Linked DNA regions of Sus scrofa: region 2 is linked to region 1. A link is a contact called in public Hi-C data. All regions are on one chromosome and are shown on one strand. Each heading gives the region's core, a stretch centred on a gene start, on an enhancer-like site or on the middle of the called end of the contact. The rest is flanking DNA. Distances are from core to core; before and after follow the strand shown. Region 1 holds the start of MAPK8 (mitogen-activated protein kinase 8). Region 2 overlaps TBC1D12 (TBC1 domain family member 12).

The links. Hi-C and Micro-C count contacts between places; a contact is called where the count stands out from the background.
Region 2: a contact with region 1 is called in a Hi-C map of omental adipose tissue, with 8 times the contacts expected there. The contact joins the enhancer-like site here to the promoter of MAPK8 in region 1. A contact is called at or near these places in 4 of 47 Hi-C or Micro-C datasets (mesenteric adipose tissue, omental adipose tissue, retroperitoneal adipose tissue and 1 more).

What each region holds. Positions count from the first base shown.
Region 1 is chr14:88,985,713-88,990,894 of Sscrofa11.1, forward strand. It overlaps MAPK8 (mitogen-activated protein kinase 8), which reads left to right and starts at 3,202. Exons shown (of 12, transcript XM_021073086.1): 1 at 3,202-3,380.
Region 2 is chr14:105,851,615-105,856,796 of Sscrofa11.1, forward strand. The region is part of intron 1 of TBC1D12 (TBC1 domain family member 12); the gene reads left to right. Among named protein-coding and RNA genes, the nearest start is that of TBC1D12, 48 kb to the left of the region's middle. Within about 2 kb of position 2,302, at least 5 of the 83 cell types and tissues checked have an H3K27ac peak or open chromatin away from gene starts, as enhancers often do. A contact at or near this core is called in omental adipose tissue, where this site is marked.

The sequences.
Region 1 (5,182 bases), core at 1,952-4,451:
GAGCTGTGGTGTAGGTCAGAGACGCGGCTCGGATCCTGCATTGCTGTGGCTGTGGCATAGGCCAGTGGCTACAGCTCCAATTCGACCCCTAACCTAGGAACCTCCATATGCCGCGGGAGCGGCCCTAGAAAAGGCAAAAAGACAAAATAAATAAAAAAATAAATTTACAGAATATCAGAGACGATGATATTCAATCAAAACCTATAAAATGCTTTCTGAAATCACACACATGCATGTATACATATGTAAACATGCAGGATGTCCTTTCTAGATGTAGGTAATTAGAAGCTGACAGTGGTAGGCTGATGCTAAATCAGAAGCTATTCCTGTAGGAAGAAAGCAAGGCTTTTGAAAGTAAGACTATTAATGTTGTTATAGAACTAGGCCTGAAATTTGGGAGCTCTCTTCTGCAATCCCCCTCACTTCACAACTGCTCTGATTATACTGTCTTGTTAGCTCCAAGTCTTAATATTATCTAGTGGGAGTAGGAGGTACCTGCCAATACTTCCACCTGTGTATACAGTCACACAATCTCTACTCTTACTCTTCTAGGAAAACTTACACATGCTTTTTTCTTCTATTCTACTTCTCCCTCTCAACAGTCTCCCTATTAGATGTAAACCATGCTTGTGTCTTGCTTTACAGACTGACTCATCAATATCCAACATCTCCATATTAAGTCTCCCATTCATTCTTAGCCTACTCTAAACTGCTTCCGAAAATAAGTACTCCAGGATTTTAAGCCTCCTCTCATATTTGATATTATTGATCACTCCTTTCTTCTTGAATCTCTCTCTCCTAGTTTTCCTTCTACCTCCTGGCAGTTCCTTCTCAGCTCATTTTTTTTTTTCTTAGCCATTCAGTACTGAAGTTCCTCAAATCTGGCTCTCGGCCCTATTTTCATCTTGCTCACTGCCCCCCATCCTTCGGGCCTAGGCTAACTCATCCACACCCAAGGATTCAAGTCACCACTATCTTGTGATTCATAAGTGACTCATATCTTATTCACCTGATTCCAGCTCTGGATACCCAGCTGCTAACTTGGTATCTCTTTGGGGCAGATCAAAAGCCTTCAAACTAGCTGCTCTCACAACCTTTCCATTCAATCCCTGTCCTCTTCCAAGATTCGCATCTCAGTGAATCAATATTGCATTCATCTTTGGCCACAAGCAAGAAATCTATGATTTTCCTTGATGACTACCTTTCCTTCACTGCCCACCTAATCCATCAGCAAGTTCTGTGTATTGGATCTCCTAAAATGTCTTCAGATCCTTACTCTTACTGTTTCCACGACTATCACCCTAGACCAAGCCTCTGCCGTCCGTTATCTAGACTACTCCTATATCTAACTGGCCTCCTTCCAACAAGGAATCCTTTTAAGATGCCATTCTGACCATGCCATCCCCTTTGCTGAAGCATGTCAGGAGCTTCCCATTGCACTTAGGATAAAGACAAGAGTTTCAGCATAGGTAGTATGGCTGTACTAGAATTGGTCCTTTTCCACCCTTCCAAACTTCATCTCATAGCTCCTTCTTCCTTGCTCTTCCACCAGCACCTGGCTTTCCTCAGTTTTTACCTCTGTCTAAAATATTTTCTGTCTAGTTGAATCTATTCTTAGTTCAAGAGGCAGGTCCTCAAGGAAGACTTTCCTGGCTTTATTAACTCTATCAGTTTGTCCCATAATTCTATATATGCATATAAATTTGTATTATGATGCAGTGATCATTTTGTATTTGTTTACTGTTATTTCTATTGTAATATAAGTCTATAAGCTCCATCCTATTGCCAATGTTAGCACAGTACCGGGCACAGAATGGGTATGTAGTATGTATTTCTTTAAGAAACAAAGGAAGGAAATAAAGAAGCCCTGAGAGGGAGGGAGGAATTGGGGAGAAAATGAATAAATGAACATGCACATTAATGCTTCATTTCAGAATCACTGGAAATAGGCCAGCCCAACATAACATGGAAAATAATCTACATGACTTCATTCATTTCTTCAACAAATATCTGGAGTTCCCATCCTAGCTCAGTGGTTATTGAACCCAACTAGTATCCATGAGGATGCAGGTTCGATTCCTGGCCTCACTCAGGGGATTAAGGATTTGGTGTTGCCGTGAGCTGTGGTGTAGGCTGGCAGCTACAGCTCTGATTAGACCCCTAGCTTGGGAACCTCCATATGCCATGGGTGTGGCCCTAAAAAAAGATCCCCCCAAAAAAACCCCGAAATATGTATTTTTCATTATTAAAATAATATACTTTTTTCTGATTATGAACATAACTTGGAAACCATGGAAAAATACTCAAAGTACAAGGAGAATCAATTTACAGCTCAATGATGAATTACTGTTAAAATAAGTTGTCATGTTTCCAGTTTTTTCCTTTTATACACAGTATATAAGCAGGATCATCATCTAACTATCTATATATATAATATACATAGGCTTGATTCTTTCTCTTAATGAAGTATGATGAACATTCTCCTGTGTGGTTAAGAATCCCTTGAACACACGGCATTTAAATTGCTAAAATGTGTTCTTTTGCAAACATGCATGTAATATAGACATCTTTCCACTGGTCAGATATTTAAGGACTTGCCAATTTATCACTTCTACAACAAACATATACATGCTTTGAGGGGCCCAAAGACAAATAGGGCAATGCATGGAATCTTGTAGGAAGTGGATCTGGGGAAAACAGGAGGCAGCTTTTTCCAGGTGGCTGAAGAGAATATTTGCTCGTGGGTTGTTAGGCCTGGAGTAGATGTCCTCAGAATGGGACGTACTGTCAGTCAAGGTAAAGAGCCCTCCGTCACTCAGATGCTTGACCAGGCCGGGGTGCCTGCTCCCTGGGCGGGTCTGGCCTAAGCGCACTGACCTTCAAACCCTGAGGCAAAGAACCCCAGAGGCTTTGCCTAGGAATAGCGTACTGCCCAGGTACACATACTAGGCTCTCGGGCCATATGCCGCCACGTGCCAGGATCAGGGCCCCGCCCCATCCAGCTTCCCGCCACGCCCCTCACAGTCCGCATTCAGAGGCTCTCCCCGCAGCTCCGCCTCCCGGCGACCTCCGCAAGTCCTCCCGGCCCCCTAGAGTAGCCCCTCCCCCGGATGCGGGCCCCGCCCCCGCAATCCGGGCCCCGGGGCTGCCCCGCCCCGCGGCCCGTTCGCGAAGCGCGGGGGCGGGGCCCTGCGCGATGACGTGGGCGGGCGTGCGCCGTGACGGGCAGCGTCTCTGTTACTCAGCTGAGCGGCCGAGGCCGGACGACGCTGCCCGGAGCGCGGAGCCGCGAGCAGCGCTGGGTAACGGCCGCGGCGACCGCCGGGACGGCGCCAGTCTCCACCGCCTAGGTTTTCTGTTGCCGTTCGCTGCGCTGCCAGGTGAGTGTGGTGAGAGCTTGAGGGCCAGAGCCGGCGGCCCCGCGGTGTTTATGTTATTGTGCCGCCGCCGCCGCCACCGCCGCCGCCTCTCTTCAGCCGTGACCCCCTCCCGGGAGTGGGGGCGGGAGCTCGCGGCGGGCGGGGGGCGCGCGGCCCGCGTGGGTGGCGCGGGAACAATAGCTGCGGGATAGGCGGGGGCCGCCCTGGGGGCGTGAGGCTGCGGGACCCTGGCGCGCCCCGCCTGCCCCCCACTCGCCCCCCGCCTGCCTCTCCAGCTCCGCCCGTCGGTCCTCAGGCGTTCTCCTAGCGCGGGTCCGGCGTCCGCGTATGGAGGGATAAATGAAACGGGAGGTTGGTGGCAAGTTCTGAAATACTTCGGCGAAGGTCGGAACGGAGGCGCCTAGGCGGCCCGCCGCGCCCTGGCTGCCTTCCCCGGCAGTGGAGAGCCGGGGAAAGCGTTCCGGTGGCCGGGACCCGACGCCTGCCCGGAGCCCACGGGAACAGTGTTTTGTTTCTCGGTGGTTTCTTTGTGCTTATGTTGTGGGCGAACGCAGGCGGCGGCGCAGAAAGACTGAGGTGGCCTTCAGCAGGGCTGCGAGGGAGAGCCCGGGCCGGTGGCTTGGGCGGGAGGTGCCCGTCAGGCTCGGCGCGAGCTTCAGTGGTCAGCGCGCATTTCTCATGAGGGTCACTCGGTGGTGACCTTTTGACTTTTTCACCCCACCCTCCCTTCTCTTTGTCTTGCACTTCTGTTCACAATCCTTAGGTCGTAGAACCGGGTCTATTTCAAGGTACCGTGATGAACACAAAAGTGTTTTATTTTCATTTTAATTTCTGAAAGTTTCCTATCATGTGTTTACTGTGGACTTAATAACATGTTGACTGCACGTTATCAGACAATGTCAATTGCTTACTATTTTTACCTCTGAAATTCAGTGATCTTTCCCGAAGAATTCTGGTCTGTCAGTCCATTGTGTTTTAAGATAAGCATCCAGCAAGTACCCCCTTGGTAATTAGAACATCTGTTTATTTCATTCATTCATTCATTCATTCATTCAACAACTGTTCAGTACTCTACCCAGATGGAGAGTTTGAGGGTAAAGACAAATATCCTTTAATGGAAGAAGATACTTTGAATGGATGTACCTTTAAATGAGATTTAAATGAAATTATGTAAGTAATGTGTGTTAAAGAAGGTATAGCTATATTCTGGGTCATTTTACTGTTTTGGTAGTACATCTGGAATGTTAGGCGTAACCTTAAATGTATTAGGAAGTAGAGTTATATTTGGTCTAAATGTACAGCTTTCATGTATTTCTTTACAGTCATGTGTAATGTTTACTTCAGAATCCTCTGCTGTGGGTTAAGCCTAGGAGGTTAGATGCTGTGAGTGAACATGTTTAGTGCTGTACCTGACATAACCAAGCAGTCAGAATGGGACTTCCTTCAGGACAGGCCTGTCTTGGATCTGTGTCTCCAACACCTAGCCTGGAATATAGTAAGTGTTAAATAAAACTCAGATCACTGAAAAGCTCTTTACAATTGATAATATTGAAACTCAAGCCTTAACAAAAAGCATTTAATGTTCTTCGTAAAGTTTTGGAAGCCTCATGCAAACGGGTCACATCCAGATGGCTAAATGATCAGTTCGTATATATATTGTCTGTCACAACAGTAAGGGTTTTTGAATCACTTCAGTATCAATTTTTTTTCCTTATTACTTCTGAACTATCCTAAACTTAAATCTTGCTAAAATATTTTTTACTCTGTGTGTCTGTGTATGTGATATGTATATTTCAGTGATA
Region 2 (5,182 bases), core at 1,052-3,551, about 17 Mb after region 1:
GATCTGAGCCACATCTGCAGCCTACACCACAGCAATGCCGGATCGTTAACCCACTGAGCAAGGGCAGGGATCGAACCCACAACCTCATGGTTCTTAGTCGGATTTGTTAACCACTATGCCACAACTGGAACTCCCAAAATTTTCAATTTCTAATTATTCACTGCTAGTACTATATAGAAATGTAATTGATTTTTGTTTGCCTTCTATCTGGTAACCCTGTTAAACTTATTAGCTCTTAAGAGCTTTTATGTGGATTCCATGGGATTGTTTATGTAGACAAGAGTATTGTCTGCAAATAGTGAAAATTTTTTTCTTTCCAGTCTGTAACAGTTATTTTTCTTGCTTATTGTCCTGGCTAGAATTTTAGGTATGATTTTGAGGGGAATGATGACAGCAGACATCCTTGTTTCCAATCGCCAAAACATTTGTTCTTTCACATTTAAGTATGCTGTTAGCTTGTAGGTTATTTTTGTAGATGCCCTTAACTAGACTAGGAAATTTCCATTCTATTCCTAGTTTTCTTTGTATTTTTAAAATCATGAATGGATTTAGGATATTGTCAAATGCACCAATTAATATGATTTTTTTTTCTTCTTTAGACTTTAATATGGTGGATTACATTGACTGGCTTTTGAATATTGAATGAGCTTTGCATTCTTGGAATAAATCCCACTTGATCTTACTTTTCTTTTTACTTTTTTTCACTTAAAAAATAAAAGCTTTAGGAGTTCCTGTCGTGGCTTAGTGGTTAATGAATTCGACTGGGAACCATGAGGTTGCAGGTTTGATCCCTGGCTTTACTCAATGGATTAAGGATCTGGCATTGCCATGAGCTATGGTGTAGGTTGCAGACTTGGCTCAGATCTTGTGTTGCTGTGGCTCTGGTGTAGGTCGGTGGCTACAGCTCCAATTAGACCCCTAGCCTGGGAACCTCCATATGCCACAGGTGCAGCCCTAAAAAGACAAAAAAAAGAAAAAAAGCTTTATCGAGATATAATTCACATACTATACAGCTCATCCATTTAAAGTGTACAACTCAGTGATTTCTAGTATATTCACAGTTGTGCAATCAGCACCACGATTTTAGAACTTTTATTATCACCCTCCAAAAAGCTGTATACTGATTATGAAGATTAGATATATGAGAAGACATTTTACTTTTATTATAAACAAAAACACTAACATTTATTTATGTAAAGCGTGAATGGAAAAGTATTCACACATGGTTGGTTTTATTCATCATTATCCCTACTTTCTCTTAGGGGTTAAAAGATATCTTACCTCCTGGTGACTAAAATATTTTGTCCATATTTTGCTGATATTGTTCCTTATTACTGCTTATATTCCTCTCTTAAAAGTTCTTTCCTGTATCCTTCTGATTTTCTTCTAGTGGGTTCTGTCTTCCCTGCGAATGTCTTAGGTACTACACTAGGCTTAGAGCAATGGAATTTTATTTCATGAAGCCTTTGATACAATATGTAATGAGTACGCAATGGAAAAGCAAGAATATTTTTATAATTATTTTTTTCTTTTCCCCCTTAATTCAATTATGTTTTATCCCTGCAGCAAAAGAATAAAAAGATATCTATCAGTAAGATATTGCCTGAAATTTATTTACTGAAAGAAACAGGCCTAACCATAAGGGGACTTGCTGACATGAACAAGCATTAAGAAAATATTTTATGAATTTGAACTGTTTAAATGGATATCAGGAAGTATTTTGGCAGTGTGTAAGATGAAAGAGAATAGGCATAGTTGCAAAAATCTTATGTCTTGATTGTTCTGCGGAGGACATGAACAAGATAACTGTGATTAGGAAGAATTGTGCGGGAGCCCTGGCTCCAAAATTTTATTATCTATGTGACCTCGGAAAGTGGCTCATGAACCTTTCTTGGGGGTTTTGGGGTGGCACATTGAATACTTGGAGAATGTGATGAAAGCTGTAAATAGCTGCCCAAGAAAAATGTTCATGAGCATATCATTTACTTCAAATTGTGCATACAGTTTGAGAAGTTTTATTAATCTCCTCTAGCCTATTCATGTAAGTTCATTGATTCCTTTTTTTTCTTTTTATAGCCACATCTGTGTCATATGGAAGTTCCCAGGCTAAGGGTCAGATCAGAGCTGCTGCTACTGGCTTAGCCTGTGCCACAGCAATGCTGGATCTGAGCCACATCTGTAGCCTGTACTGCAGCTTGTGGCAACACCAGATCCTTAACCCACTGAGCAAGGCCAGTGATCAAACCTGCATACTCATGGATACTGTGTTGGGCTCTTAACCTGCCAAGCCACAAGAGGAACTCCCTGTTCATTGATTCTTCCCCCTGCCCCCCGAGAGCCACACCCACAGCATGTGGAGGTTCCCAGGCCAGGAGTCAAATAGGAGCTGTTGCTGCTGGCCTCTGCCAGAGCTGCAGCAATGCCAGATCAGAGCCGCGTCTGCAACCTACACCACAGCTCACGGCAATGCCAGATCCTTAACCCATTGAGCAAGGCCAGGGATCGAACCCTCAACCTCATGGTTCCTAGTTGGATTTGTTTCCGCTGCGCCATGACAGGAACTCCTGTTCACTGATTCTTGATGAAGAACCTTTGACCTGGTTACTCTCTAAGGTTCCTGGCAGCTCTGAGGCACTTAAAAAAAAATTATAACCTTTACTTTCAGCATTGAAATTCTGTGTTTTTTTTTTTTTTTTGACAAAGAATAAATGATATTGAATTCTGTCCTTTTCTGATAGTTCTGATCTCTGGCAGTACTTAAGTTAGTTAAACAGTGTGTATTAAATTAACTTCTCTATTTTTGATTTTTAGGATTTGTAATCATGACAAAGACAAGATCTAAAAACAGCCTGAAAAAAACTTCTTGGAATTAAAAAAAGCCTAAGTTATCTGACAAAAACAAAAAAACTGCCTTTTTCTTTTTTTTTTTTTTTTTTTTTGCATATAGTCAGCTGAAAGTCTTTTTCAAGTGAAAAATGATTGAGGTTTGGAAAGAATGTAAGTAATCTTCATGCCAGATCTTTAATCCAAAATATTCAAGGGTGGCCAGAGTACTGCATCTTAAAGAGACAGTGCTTACACGTCTTTGAATTAAGTATGTAGTTAACTGTGGCATTCCATGTTCACTAGATAATGTTTTCTTTTTGGCCTTCTATTATACTTTGGGGAAACTTAAGTACAAAGTCCAGGAAGTTGCTATGTTCTCAGCAGTCCAACTTCTGCTAGACAGAGTTTGAAGATCAGGTCATGATTTCTAATTTTTTAAGCTGGTTTTACTCTCTTGATTAAAGTTGAACTTTTTCCTGTTTGGAAAAGTATTCTTATGCCTTTTTAATGCACAATTCCACTTAAGTGATGATTAGAATTTATCTAATGACTCTAAAAAGGTAAAATAGTCACATAGATATAAATGTTAGGCAAAAACAGTGGGGTTTTTTGTCTTCTAGAGCTGACAATATTATTGGCAGTAAAAAGATTCAGGATTAGGCAGTCACAGTTTTCTGTAGTGTCAAATTATACAATCTGAGAAAATATGGAATTTACATGGCTGTTGCTCAGATATGTGAGTTAGTGTGCCAATTCTTAAAGACCCAAGAACTGGAGAGTCTACTTTAGAAATTATGGGCAGAGAACTTACATGGTGTGAATAAGTTTTGCCCGTTTTTGCTTAGCTTTATCCTTTAATAGGGTGTAATAGTCAAGCGATCTGACTCTTTTATATCATCTGTAATTCTTTTAGTATAGTACAGGAAATGAAGAAATCATGGAAAAGTGAAACAGACACAGATATATGAAGCAAGTATTAACAAGCAAAAGCCAATCATCAACCTTTATCATAGAAACCACTAAGAGAGAGGCTTGGCCTTTTTTTTTTCTTTTCCCTTCTTTCTCTTCTAATCCCCACATCAGTATTTTCTTTGTATGCATCTTTTTCTCTATGTTTTCAGCAATTAAGAAACATTAAGCTTCTGTTTCTCAACTGTTGCTCTTTCTTAACTGGTGCAACAGATTTTCTTAATTTCTTTTTGTTATAAAGAGAGGACACAAGTTAGTGAAGAGAATGGAAGATTGTGTTTGTGTCTCTTCATGTGTATGTAGGTGGTTTTCTTTGCAAACAGCATTGATTGGTGGTGGAGAGTGAATTTAATGGAGGAAAGATGGATTACTACTACCATTCCCTATTCTCTGTATATACTGAAAAAAATGTGTCACAGAATGAAACACACAAAAAAACTGCAAACTAGAAAACATAGTTTTTAATATTTCCCATATATGTAAAGCAATAAGACATCTTTCCACCTATAAAAACTCGACTGTTGGGGTTTGGGAAGAACACGTAGTTATCAGCCCATCTGAGTTTGTAATCAGTAGAGAAAAAGACATGGACATAGGACACAGACATATGGGCCCTCAAAACATCAGCTTTAATACTGATGAAATCTGGGTTGAAAGACATGCCTTTTGGTGGGCAGTAGGCCTCCTAATGCTTCACCCAAATTAAATTTATGCAGCTAATCACTAGCACAGCAGGCCTTTCCTATGGAGATGGGAAACGGAGGGATGCAGAGAAAGCAGCCTGCATATTAGAAAAGTAGAGCACATTGTGTCTTCTCTGCTATGACAGGCAGCAATGTCTGTCACCAAAATTTCTTCCCCTCAGTTTGAGATAAATAAGGGGGCAGGGAGAAGCTAGAAGTGTCCCTCTCCCCTGCCCCTCCTCTGCAACATGAAACAGGCAGAATGAATGACCCTTCCCCCAGCACTGCCATATAAATCTCATTTAGACCATCAAGTTCTGCCTCCAGAATATAGGAAGATTTGTCCTCTTTCAGGTGTGGGTGCTTGAACATGTTTAGTTTGTTTTGCAAAGAAACCTTTAATGTTGCTTTAAATTTAAGAACTTTGGAGTTGGCCCTGCCCGGTGGGTTGAGAATTGGGGTGTTGCTACAAGCCGAGGTGTAGGTTGCAGTGGCTGGGATCTGGCCTTATTGTGGCTGGGGCATAGACCGGCAGCTGCACCTGTCCAATTTGACTCCTAGTCTGGGAACTTCCATATGCCTCGGTTGCGGCCTTTAAGATAAAAAAATAAAACCTTTAAAATTTTTGAATGTCTTAGGGGATAGGAAAAAGGGTGGGGGAGTGCAAATTGTGTGTGTGTGTGTGTGTGTGCTCTTGCATGCCC